Linked DNA regions of Mus musculus: regions 1 and 3 are each linked to region 2. A link is a contact called in public promoter capture Hi-C data. All regions are on one chromosome and are shown on one strand. The core of a region is the stretch at or near the end of the contact, and the rest is flanking DNA. Distances in the headings are between cores, read along the strand shown.

Region 1 (3,737 bases), core at 717-3,216, 1.4 Mb after region 2:
AACAAGGAGTCAGTCAGTGGTGGTTCATACTTTTAATCCCAGGACTTGGGAGGCAGAGGCAGGGGGATCTCTGAGGTCAAGCCCAGCCTGGTCTATAGCGTTTCAAGGCAGAGAAACCCTTTTTCAAAAAATAAATTAATAAACAAACAATCCAGGATTTTCGAGATTACTCAGTGGGTAACTGCGCTGGCCAGCAAGCCTGATAACCTGAGTTCGATCCTAAGAACCTACATCAACTCCTACAAGTTGTCCTATCACCTCTACATGCGTGCTCCATAGCCACGTACACACTCCATACATACATACACATACACATACACACCTTTTTAAAATTAATTAATTTAATGTATGCAAATACACTGTTGCTATCTTCAGACACACCAGAAGAGGGCATCCGATCCCATTACAGATGGTTGTGAGCCACCATGTGGTTGCTGGGAATTGAACTCAAGACCTCTGGAAGAGCAGTCAATGCTCTTAACCACTGAGCCATCTCTCCAGCCCCCACACACATCTTTTTAAAGAGAAAATAAAACGTATAATTCATAAAGGTTCAGTTATTAGAACCCACTATGTTGTCCACTATTAAAGAGGTTGAAATGCTACTAATGCTTGATGAAACTTCAATTTCTCCTTAAGGTTTCTTTTCTTCGTAAATACACGTTTTAAATTTTTCAAAACAATGTTTCTCACAAATACTCATTGCTAAATGACTTTTAAATTCCATATAACAAAATTGGAGTGAGGGGCACTAATCACAACTTCATTGGTCCGGTCCACTTTCACTTTAACTTAAAAAAGAAGAAAAGAAATGAAAAGAAAAGAAAAGAAAAGAAAAGAAAAGAAAAGAAAAGAAAAGAAAAGAAAAGAAAAGAAAAGAGGAGGGGAGGGGAGGAGAGAAAAGGAAAGGAAAGGAAAGGAAAGGAAAAAGGAAAGGAGAAAAAGAAAGCCAATAAACTACACGTCCCACCATGCATTGCAGCCTTACTCAGAGTAGGTCTCTACGGAAACAGAAAAAAAAATTCTGAGTCCCACCTGTTACTTCGTTTCTAAACACCTCCTGCACTTTCAGCTCTCACAGCAAACACAAAAGCCTCGTGACCTCACATTGGCTCCCGGAGCAAGATAAGCGGGGGCCCCGGTCTGGCAGCACCTCTGCCTCGACAGGAGAACGCCACCGAGCTCAAGCGCTCCCCTCTCCTTTCCGGGGCTGGAAGCACGCACAAACCGCCTCCTGTCTGCATCCAATCGGGGCTCTCCGAGGCGCACAAGGGAGAAGAACCGGTTACTGGGCAAGCACAACACACAGGGCCGAGACAAGGGGTAACAGTGTAGGGGCGACAGCGACATGACCCCGAAAGGCAACCTCACAACACCGAGGAGGTCCAGTCGTAGCCACCGCGAGAAGTCGCAGTCGCGCGACGGATTCCTCGCGCCGACGCCTCGGTCTCCTCACGGCTCTCCAACGCGCCCGTAACTGCCGCTCTCTGCGCGCGCTTTCCTGATCCTCAACCCGGTCGCGGGGCCAAGTGACCTCCCTTGCCTTGCGACGGGTGGCCGGCGAGAAAACGAACTCCTGCCAGCCTTTCTCTCTGCTCCCTCCTCCTTACCGTCTTGGCGGCCTCCGCCCAGGTCCTGCCCTTCTTCCTACGGCCCTTTTCCCTCATGTCGGTTCTGACTGACTGGGAGGCTTCCGTGCCCCGGCTCCGGCTGCGTTCCCTCGCCTGCTGCGCCCTGCACTGCTTTTCCCGCGGTGCCAGGAAAGGTGGGAGAAAGGGGAAGTCGGACCCGAGAAGCAACTCAGCGAGCAAGCGGCCGCGGAGGCGCGCAGTGGCGGGGGTAGGGGGCTCTACGGGGTGGCCGGTCCTGCTGCCGCTGCCACTGCTACCGCCGCTGCCATATTGGGTTCTTACTGTACAAGCAGCTTCTGTGGTCACGTGACCCCTGCCGCGCGGCCGTCACTACTGTACGCTGCAGGCCGCGCGAACGAGCGCGCACTTGCGCGCGCCCCCAGCCTCGGCGTCGGACCGGCAGGCTGCAGCAGTTAGCCACGCCCCTGCACTTCCGGTGTCTCCGCATCGAGCCCTTGCGCACGACGGAGGGCGGCCCATGGTCTGTGGGTCGGATGTCTGGCGGTCACACCCGCCGGGAAGATCTTCTGGCGGAAACAGAATCTGCTCCTTTCGGGAAAGGCTGATTGCGCGGTTACGTGCAGCGTGTGTTGAGGAGTGGCTCTGGAAACTTAAAGAGCCCGACGATCAAGTGATCTTGCCAACTACCGTTTTAATCAGCATGTTTTATTTTGTTGTGGTACAGGCTCAGGTAAGGCGGACCTTAAACTCCGAACTTCTGTCTCCCATTACTGGTAATTACAGGCATGCATCGTCTTGTCCTCAAGTTCATTTTTTACAAAGCTTATCTTTTTGAAGACGTACCGCGTGCAGTTCTTGTCTATTATTAATCTGATTAATAGATGAGACAGGTTAGATTGATTTACCAACTCTCTAGTATAGGATGTGAATATACCAAAAACTAAGTTGTTAGCTACCAAGCCTTGTCTCGCAAAGTAAATAGACCTTTTTTAGGCCAACAGAAACCACGTTTATGGCTCAGAGGATAAGTGCACTGACTATTCCGGAGGTTCTGAGTTTAATTCTCAGCAACCACATGGTGGCTCACAACCATGGGATCCGATGCCCTCTTCCGGTGTGTCAGCTACAGTGAAGACAGCTACAGTGTACTCATACATAAAATAAATATTTTTTAAAAAGGAGTTTAGAAATCGCATTGTGTTTTTACATGTGATTGGTATCATCAAAGAAGTATGTTTTATCTCCCTTGGCACAGAGCCTATATGTATCAGGAATCCGTTAAATATTTGTTGAATGGTTCAGCTATGTCTAGTCAAGAAACTATTCACTCTTCATAATGTCAGTAACACCCTCCTGAATATCCAGAACATTTTATCTCTGATTATCTGTTCTTGTAAACAACATAGAGGAGAATGCACAGCGGCTAGGGATGTGGCTCAATGCAAGCTCTCCGCCTCCCATGGGTACTGGGGATTGAGCCTGCAGGCTAGCATAAGCCTTCTACCACTCAGCTGTACTCCAGCCATTCTGTTGTTTTTACATAGGCAGCGTCCCCCTAAATTATCCAGACTGTTCTTGAATTCGTTCTGTAGCTTAGGCAAGTGTACACGGATTTCTATCTTCATGCACACCAGAAGAGGGCATCAGATCTCATTACAGATGGTTGTGAGTCACCATGTGGTTGCTGGGAATTGAACTCAGGACCTCTGGAAGAGCAGTCTGTGCTTTTAACCGCTGAGCCATCTTTCCAGCCCCCAGCTTCGGCAAGTTTTGACCTTGCAATCCAAATTATTCAGCCTCCATAGTACCGGGGATTGCAGGCCTTCACCATGAAGGCACATCTCTAGTGATAACCTGTTGTCTAGAATGTAGGCGCTCCCTAGATGGGTTTCAGCAGTTCATAGAACTCCTTACTATTGGCAATATTTTCTCTGTCAAAATATTTTCTGTGTCATGGTGCATCCTTGTCATCTAAGCACTAAGAAGATTAGAAGCTTGGGTTATCCATAAGGTCTGCTACAGAGCAAGTTCCAGGCTGTCCTTCAGACACTGTCTCAAAAAAGAACCATCAACAGTGTGTGTGTGTGTGTCTGTGTGATAAATGTGGATTCCTTTTTTTGCTTTTTAAAAGGCCTCTCACCGGGC
Region 2 (3,873 bases), core at 925-3,424:
AACCAAAAGCTCGGCTATTATCATTTGTAATTTAAACCAAGTTCTTAGTTCGGTTTGTTCAAACATCTCAAAGTTCGTAGGCGACTTTAACTTACTACAAACAAGGCTATATTCCTTAAGCTCTATTACCAGAAGTATCACTCGTGTATCCCAAGGGCACTTGTTAAAACCCACACCGTGAGCTTGCTTCTACTGCAGCCTGGTCCTCTTCCAACTCTCCCTCAACTTCTCCCCACGCCTACATCCCTGGGCCTGAAGTGCCACCCACTTCACACACACACACACAACGAAATACCTTAGTCTTCTGCCTCCCCGTCCCACACGTAAAATCCCGGGGCCGCTCACGTCACAGGACCGGGAATCAGAAGTCCCGGGCACCTAACGGAAGCCTCGGCCTTTGGACCTCGGAGATGCCTCTAGACTATTGGCTATTGAGTGCGTCACGTTAGCGGCGGGTCCTTCCGATGGCCATTAAGCGCGGGCTTTGCCGCAAGTGTTTCTGGGAGTTGTAGTTCCCGCGAAATCACCGCCCGAAAATCTTCACAATACACCTCAAGTGCTTCAACCTCTTTTCCCACGCAGGTCTCAACTGTTCTCTTAGAAGTGGTTGGCAAGAGCCGGGCGTGGTGGCACACGCCTTTAATCCCAGCACTTGGGAGGCAGAGGCAGGCAGATTTCTGAGTTCTAGGCCAGCCTGGTCTACAGAGTGAGTTCCAGGACAGCCAGGGCTATACAGAGAAAAAAAAAATTGGTTGGCAAGAGGGAATCGGAATTCTACAGTCAACATGTGTAAAAAGTTAGTGTTTAGTTTAGAGGGGAGTCAAGAACTCCACATTTAAAAATCCCATAAAATATCACTCCCAAAATGTAAATACATCCGTTTACCTGAAGCCAGCCTCGTAGGCCTGCCCAAGTAGCAGATCTGTTCTACCCCGATCTCAAAGTACCTGCCCAAGGCCATAACCAGTAGGGGGGTGAGGGTCAGGGTTGGAGGGTGGGGTGTCTTAAGCTTTTTTGTTTGTTTGTTTGCCTTAAGCCCTGACGACTCTAGGGCACACACACGGGTTTTTTTCTGATCCTAACGTGCACAGTACCGTAAACCAGCTTTTCTGAGCACCAACTTTAGTCCTTGTATCCTGGCAAGCTAGTATCTGCGAGCTAGCCACTTGGAAGAGTGGAGATGGAGAAACTGAGGAAAATGCGTCAAGTTCCAGTTCTGGGCCTTTGAATAAATAGGTCCTTCTCCCATACTCACCTCCCATTGGCTCTTGTCAGAAACAAATTCAGATCTGTGCAACGGGTGTAGAAAAGATGGGGGTGGGGGGCATTTCTTAAAGTCTCCTTCAGCCTTCAAGCAAATGTTTTCTCCTCCCAATGTATCTTCCTAGGGGCCATGGACGTAACCTCTGTTAGCTTAGCGTGAGTGAACAGGCCCTGGCTTCCCTGGATTCAAGTCCCAGGACCAAGGAAGCGGAATTCGGATTGGGGAAGGACAAAAGTATCTTTTTAGATCCTGGTTTGGTTTGGGTAGAGGTAAAAGAATTCATTCATTCCTTCTATAGCATTCACCATTCAGGCTGTCGCTGTATCTTCAGCACAGAGCTGATCCTCCTTTAATTCAGTTGGAATCCCCAGGGAGCAGTCCTTTACCTTGAAAGGTGAGACCTCCAATACATATACCTGCTGTAAAACTTTGAGGAATGATGAATGTGGTCTTAAGGTGGTTGAGGAAAATTCGTCAATAATTGGTTTCTTCCCTTCGCCGGCTCTGCTCCAATAGATTCGGGAAGCCTAACCCGGGTAGGTATCAGTCTCGGGTGCTTCCGTTTTACTCTGAACCCCACGGCACTGAGCACACGTATTTAAAGAGTTAGTTTAATTACCGACTTTCTCCTAGTCTGTAGGATTGAGTGGACTCCCTGGGGCTTTGCACCCTGTAGGTGCTAAATAAATATACACTGAGTGGATAGATGTGTGGATGTGCTAGTGCCGGCACGCCTCGCTCACCCTGCCTCCCCTTTCAGCCAGTGGGTTAATGGTGGTTAGTCTGGCCAGGATCCGGAGCAGCCACGTCAGGGTCGCTTCCCTCGGGCTCCGCCCCGGCCGACCCCACCTTGTCGCACAGCTCCACCCCGCCGCCCCCTTCCCGGCGGCCCCTCCCCGCGCAGGTCCTGACTCCAGCCGCACCTCCTCCGGCTCTGCAGTGGCGGCAAGAAGGCGAGCGGGAGTGCCTGCGGGGTCCGCGCCAGAGCGGAGCCGGGGTCGGGGCAGCCGCGAGGACCCCCTTGGAGGCGGGGCCTGTGGGACCGTGATGGGCGTGGAGATCGAGACCATCTCCCCAGGAGACGGTACCGGGCGGCTGGGCCCGGGAGGAGGAGGGGTCCCGGGGCGGAGTCCGCGGGCTGGGATCTGATTCCGAGGTGGCTCCGGGGACCTGAAGCGGGGAGAGGGTCAAAGATGCGGGCGACAGGAGGAGACCTCCTTCCCCGATTCTTGTGGGTTTCAGAGGACAACGCACCATCCCATTCTGCGCCCGCTCACCTTGGGGAGTGAAGGCGGCCACCTTAGGGCAAGGGGGTTATGTCCAGCCACTGTCCTAGGCTGCGGCTGCTATCTCCTGAGCTGCAACCTCTCGATTAACCGCTGCTACTGACTTCCCAGGTTTGAATTTCTGTTCCGTTTTTCCTGTTCGGTTCCAGGGATGATCTCGCTTTGGGGGTTCCTGCTGTACAGAGAAACCCCTCCTATTGCACCACACCTCCCCGCCCCTCTTGTCTGGAGGCCCCCAGGGCTGGGCAGTGGTTAGTTGTGGAGAGAGCCAATTTGGGAGCCTGCCACTCCTTTGGCTGCTTCTGCTTCCTATTTCACCCTCCCGGTCCTACTCACCCTTCCTGGTCATCTGCCCTCTACCATGCCCTCCTCAGTCAAAACCCAGCCTTCGGACCTGCTGCTTGATCCTCCTGGGGGGTCCATGGTGCCGGGTCAGCCAGGTCAAAACAACTCGCGTTCCATAATTTGGTTCATCGCCCCACCCCACCCCCTCCTCCCAGTCTATCTATCTCTGGGTTCCCTGTCTCACCAAGTTTCCTCAACTATTTAGAAAACTGGGTGTATTCAACATATTCAAGGAGTAGCTATTTCTTAAGCAAAATTTAATCCAGACCAAAAGCCACCCCCAAGGTCCAGAGTGTTTAACAAGCAAACTTGCTGTTGGATATTATTGGCATGCTCCTTCGCAGGGAGTTAAAGGGCTTCTTGGTTACAAACCGAGGGCTTCCTGGAAGTACCCGATACTGCCCAGATCACTCCTTGCAGATACACGTTTCTTCCCAGGCCTTGTCACCCACACAGCCTCTGAGCTGTCTCCCCATCTTCGTTCTCCCCGCCTTCCATTTGACTTCCGTTCTCAGTCCCCTCATTTTTCTCACAGGTCCCCTAAAATGCAGAGCTTTAAGGGCCCCTCCCTCAGGAAGAAAATCATTAAAAGACTCTTCCCCCTACTTCTGCAAGCAGCTGCCCTCTTGGTGATTGCTAGGGCGGGAGGGATCCACACTGGCACTTCCTCTTTCGATACTTACTATCCATGCATCCACAACCAACTTCACCAAGCCACTTGTGAGTTGTTAAACAAACCACTCATTTAGCAGATATTTATGGAACGTGTACACTGTGTGCTGGACCTAGGGTTACAGGATGGAACCAATGGGCTCTCACTGTGACTGGACTCTAGGACCCTAAGGATTTGTGTGTTTCCTGGTGGAACCCTTGTGCTTGCTAGGCACCTGCTGTACATGAGCTACATCCCAACTCTGGATTCCAGGTTTCGAGCATGTCTTACAACTAATTCTATTTCCCAGGTCCCTTTACTTCTCC
Region 3 (3,831 bases), core at 290-2,789, 1.6 Mb after region 2:
GGTCATCACAAGGGGTGGAGTCAGGGGCGGGGTCAGTGAGGTCACCTGAATAGATTTGCACAAATTTGCATGACAGGAAGTAAGCAGGCAGGGCCTGAGGTGATGGGCGGGACAGGAAGTGGAGGGCATGGCCAGGCACAGTGGGCTTGGCTGGAAGTGTGCAATGGCGTTGGGAAGTGGGCGGGGATAAGATGAAAAGGGTCGAGGCCTGCAATGGGTGTGGAAGGGGCAGGGCCACACACCACCACAGGGTCAAGGTCTCTGGGTCTTCCTGGGGGAGGGACGGGTGGAGCTGGAAGTGACATCATACCAGACTTCCTGGCAGCCCCTCACAGAAGCCCCACCCACAAGTCAGAAATCCTGAAAATGACATCACTTCCAGTGGGCCTGGCCCCACCCACCATCCTGATGTCTTGCCCATAAAGCTCCCAAAAAGCAGGAAGTGACATCACTTGTGGTTGGTGTGGTGACCTCATTTCCCCGCTCCATCATCCCCAGAACCCACCCTCTTCTCCCAAACTCAGAACTGCAATCATGATGCCACTTACAGTGGGTATGGCCACCAACAGACCACGCCCATCTTCCTAAAAAGATGAAAGTAGCTACCCTGAGGCCCCTTCCCACTGACCTTTGTGCCCCCCCCCCCTCGCGGCAAAGTACTGGAGGCAGGGCCAGGTGGCCTTGCTCAGCATCTCGGGGAAGGCAGGATGGACGACCATGAAGGCCAGGCCCTGGGGTGGGGGGAAGGGGTGAATGGGTGGGGTCAGACACGCGTCAAGGCCCTGCCCACAATGACTCAATCACTCTTGGGCACACCCCCAGCCAGGACGTCAAGAGAATATATACAATATATACAAATGCGGGGGGGGGGGTGTCACAGGGTGATGACATCATCTGGACACGTGTCAATGGCAAGGAGGGAAACTGTGACATCATCTGAACTCAGGAAAAGCCATAACGTCATGCAGTTTTATGCAAATGCATGCAAATTTACATGACAAATACACGCAGAGTAAAGCCATAACATCGTTTATGTTTATGGAAATTTACTCAGGGGAGCTGTCATTATGCAAATTTATGCAAATTTTCATCATGCGAAACTGATGTCACATGAGCGTATGCAAATTCCCAACGTACACGATATGCTAATTTATACAGGTCAGGGGAGGTTATATAAACCTGGGTAGAACAAAACCAAGCAGCCATTCAAATTCACTCAAATTCATGCAAACGAGCAGCAATGAAACTTAGACCCCATGCAAATCTATGTCTCTTGCAGGAGCTTAGTTAAGACCCCGCCCCAGGCCCCTGTCACTCACGCTCAGCCACTCCCAGCCCTCGCTCAGGCTCCGTCCCTGGCCTGTCTGTCAGTGCCTCTTGGGAAAAAACAGGTCACTCACCTGAAGCTACGTCCACATGCCACTCCGCTAGTCGCTGTCAATCCCGTGGGGACCAAGTGTCACTCACGTGAAACCCCGCCGACATGTCTCGCACAGCGAACCCCAGGATCTCCTTCCGCCGCGAGGAGGCGCTCGCCAGGACGACGCGGTGCCAGCGCAGGCACGTGCGGGGTGATGTCACAGCGACATCTGGGCGGGGAGTGATGACGTCGAACGGGTCGCCTGTGGTTCTGCGGTTCGCCGAAAGGTCAGGAGCTGAACCGGTGACGTCGCTGGAGTCGCCGGGGATTGGGGCGGGGGGGGGGTAACGGTGGTTGCGGCGGGGAAACCGGAAATCGGTCGCGCTGCTCCGAAAGGGAAAACCGGGTTCGGCGAAGAGAGGAACTGCACATCCGCTGTTTGCTTGTCCGCTTCTGATCAGCGGAACCCGGAACTGGAAGTCTTCAATGTCACGCTGCCGCTCCGAGTTCTCGTGAGATTTACAATGCGGTAGAAGGACTCACTTCCTGTTGGAACGGAGGAACTTCCTGTCTGGAAGTTAGGGTTCAAGCATGCTGGGAGTTGCAGTTATTTCCTGCTTTAGGCATGACTTCCTGTTTGCCATAGGAAGTGACGCCACAGTAGCCCCGAGTTTCACTGGGAGGCACGCTGGGAGGTGTAGTTCCTACCTGTACATCTCCGGGTCTAACCTCCCAGGAACGTACCGTATTAATACGCTGCCCTGTCACCGGGTCGAAGCGCCCGCATGCCCGGCCTCCCCTCACCGTGGCCGCTTCACCGCAGGCAAATCCATATCCTTTGACACCAACCGGAGCGGATGCAGTAACCATCTCACCTGTGATGCAGTGACCATCCCAAGGGAGATGTAATGACTCTTACCTGAGATGCAGTAACCATCTCACCTGAGATGCAGTGACGATCCCAACTGTGATGCAGTGACCATCCCACATGAGATGTAGTGAGCATGCCACTTGAGATGTATTGACAGTGATTATCCTACCTGAGATACAGTGACCATCCACCTGAGATGCAGTGACCATCTCACCTTTGATGCAGTGAACATTCTACCTGAGTGATTCTTACATGAGATGCAGTGTCCATGCCACCTGAGATGTTGTAACCATTCCACCTAGGATGCAGTGACTATGCCATCTGAAATGTAGTGACCATCCCAGGTGAGATGGGATGATAATCCCACCTGTGATGCAGTTGACTATCCCACCTGAGATGTAGTGACCATCCCACCTGAGATGAAGTGACCACTTGAGATGTGATCGTCTCTCCTGAGATGAAGTCACCATCTTACCTGAGATACAGTGAAAATCCCACATGGGATGCAATGACTATCCAACCTGAGATGTAGAGAGTCGTCTTAACAGAAATGCAGTGACCATCCACCTAAGATTCAGTGACTATCCCACGTGTGAAGTTGTGACCATCCCAAGTGAGATGGGATGACAATCCCACTAGTGATGCAGTGACTGTCCCACCTGAGATGCAGTGACCATGCCACCTGAGATGTTGTGACTATCTCACGTGAGATACTATGACAATCCCACCTGTGATGCAGTGACCACCCCACCTGAGATGTAGTATCCATCCCTCCTGAGATGCAGTGACCATCTTACCTGAGATGCAGTGAACATCCCACATGGGATGCAGTGACCACCCCATCTGAGAGATGTAGTGAGTCTTACCAGAGAATCAGTGACCATCCCACTTGAGATGTTTTGACCATCCCACTTGGGATGCAATGACCATGCCACCTGAGATATAGTTACCATCCCACCTGTGATGCAGTGACTATCCCACCTGTGATGCAGTGACAATTCCAACTTTGATGCAGTGACCATTCCACCTGAGATGCAGTGACCATCCCATCTGTGATGTAGTGACCAGGTGTACTAGTAATTAGACACATTAGAATTCATTATAACTCTTTTTATTCAAAGAAAACAAGACATTTTCACTTAATTGATGTGAATTTCTAAATGCAATAAGGATCTTATTGTATGTTCTTTAGTTGTATACACTGCATTTCATTATCTTGATGTATTTTCATAAGCACATTATGAAGAAACCTGTACAAGGTGTTATAGCAGGAAGAAAAGTGATTTAACACAGAAAAGAGTTAATCTTGACTGCCTGAGAGTTCTACTCTGTGCTAGTAACAATAATAGTGTATTTTTTTAGTGTACAGGTGTATTAGTAATTAGACAAATTAGAATACATTAAAATTGTGCTTATTCATAGAAAACAAGACATTTTTGCTCAATTGATGTGAATATTTATGATAAGAAGGACCTTGTACTGGCTAGTTTTGTGTCAACTTGACACAGCTGGAGTGATCACAGAGAAAGGAGCTTCAGTTGAGGAAATGCCTCCATGAGATCCAACTGTAAGGCATTTTTTCAATTAGTGATCAAGGGGG

Evidence for each region. Promoter capture Hi-C pulls out the DNA fragments that hold promoters and counts their contacts. Capture Hi-C pulls out chosen DNA fragments and counts their contacts.
Region 1: a contact with region 2 is called in a promoter capture Hi-C map of liver, with 7 times the contacts expected there. The contact joins the promoter of Asxl2 here to the promoter of Fkbp1b in region 2. A contact is called at or near these places in 6 of 39 promoter capture datasets (the C10 cell line, HPC-7-derived erythroid cells, cranial neural crest and 2 more), 3 of 484 Hi-C or Micro-C datasets (B cells, Th1 cells and double positive thymocytes), 3 of 115 datasets of contacts at active chromatin or transcription factors (bone marrow-derived macrophages, double positive thymocytes and pancreatic cancer cells) and 2 of 9 other capture datasets (adipose tissue and liver).
Region 3: a contact with region 2 is called in a promoter capture Hi-C map of liver, with 3 times the contacts expected there. The contact joins the promoter of Rab10os here to the promoter of Fkbp1b in region 2. A contact is called at or near these places in 1 of 39 promoter capture datasets (liver), 1 of 484 Hi-C or Micro-C datasets (CD4 T cells), 1 of 115 datasets of contacts at active chromatin or transcription factors (pancreatic cancer cells) and 2 of 9 other capture datasets (adipose tissue and liver).

What each region holds. Positions count from the first base shown.
Region 1 is chr12:3,425,086-3,428,822 of GRCm38.p6, reverse strand. Asxl2 (additional sex combs like 2, transcriptional regulator) reads right to left here and starts at 1,966. Exons shown (of 13, transcript NM_001270988.1): 1 at 1,611-1,966. The coding sequence starts at 1,667. 1110002L01Rik (RIKEN cDNA 1110002L01 gene) reads left to right here and starts at 2,076. Exons shown (of 3, transcript NR_030694.1): 1 at 2,076-2,322.
Region 2 is chr12:4,839,874-4,843,746 of GRCm38.p6, reverse strand. It overlaps Fkbp1b (FK506 binding protein 1b), which reads left to right and starts at 2,174. Exons shown (of 4, transcript NM_016863.4): 1 at 2,174-2,348. The coding sequence starts at 2,312. Wdcp (WD repeat and coiled coil containing) reads right to left here and starts at 444. Exons shown (of 4, transcript NM_001170858.1): 1 at 296-444.
Region 3 is chr12:3,233,499-3,237,329 of GRCm38.p6, reverse strand. Rab10os (RAB10, member RAS oncogene family, opposite strand) reads right to left here and starts at 1,539. Exons shown (of 7, transcript NR_015551.1): 1 at 1,401-1,539; 2 at 1-45.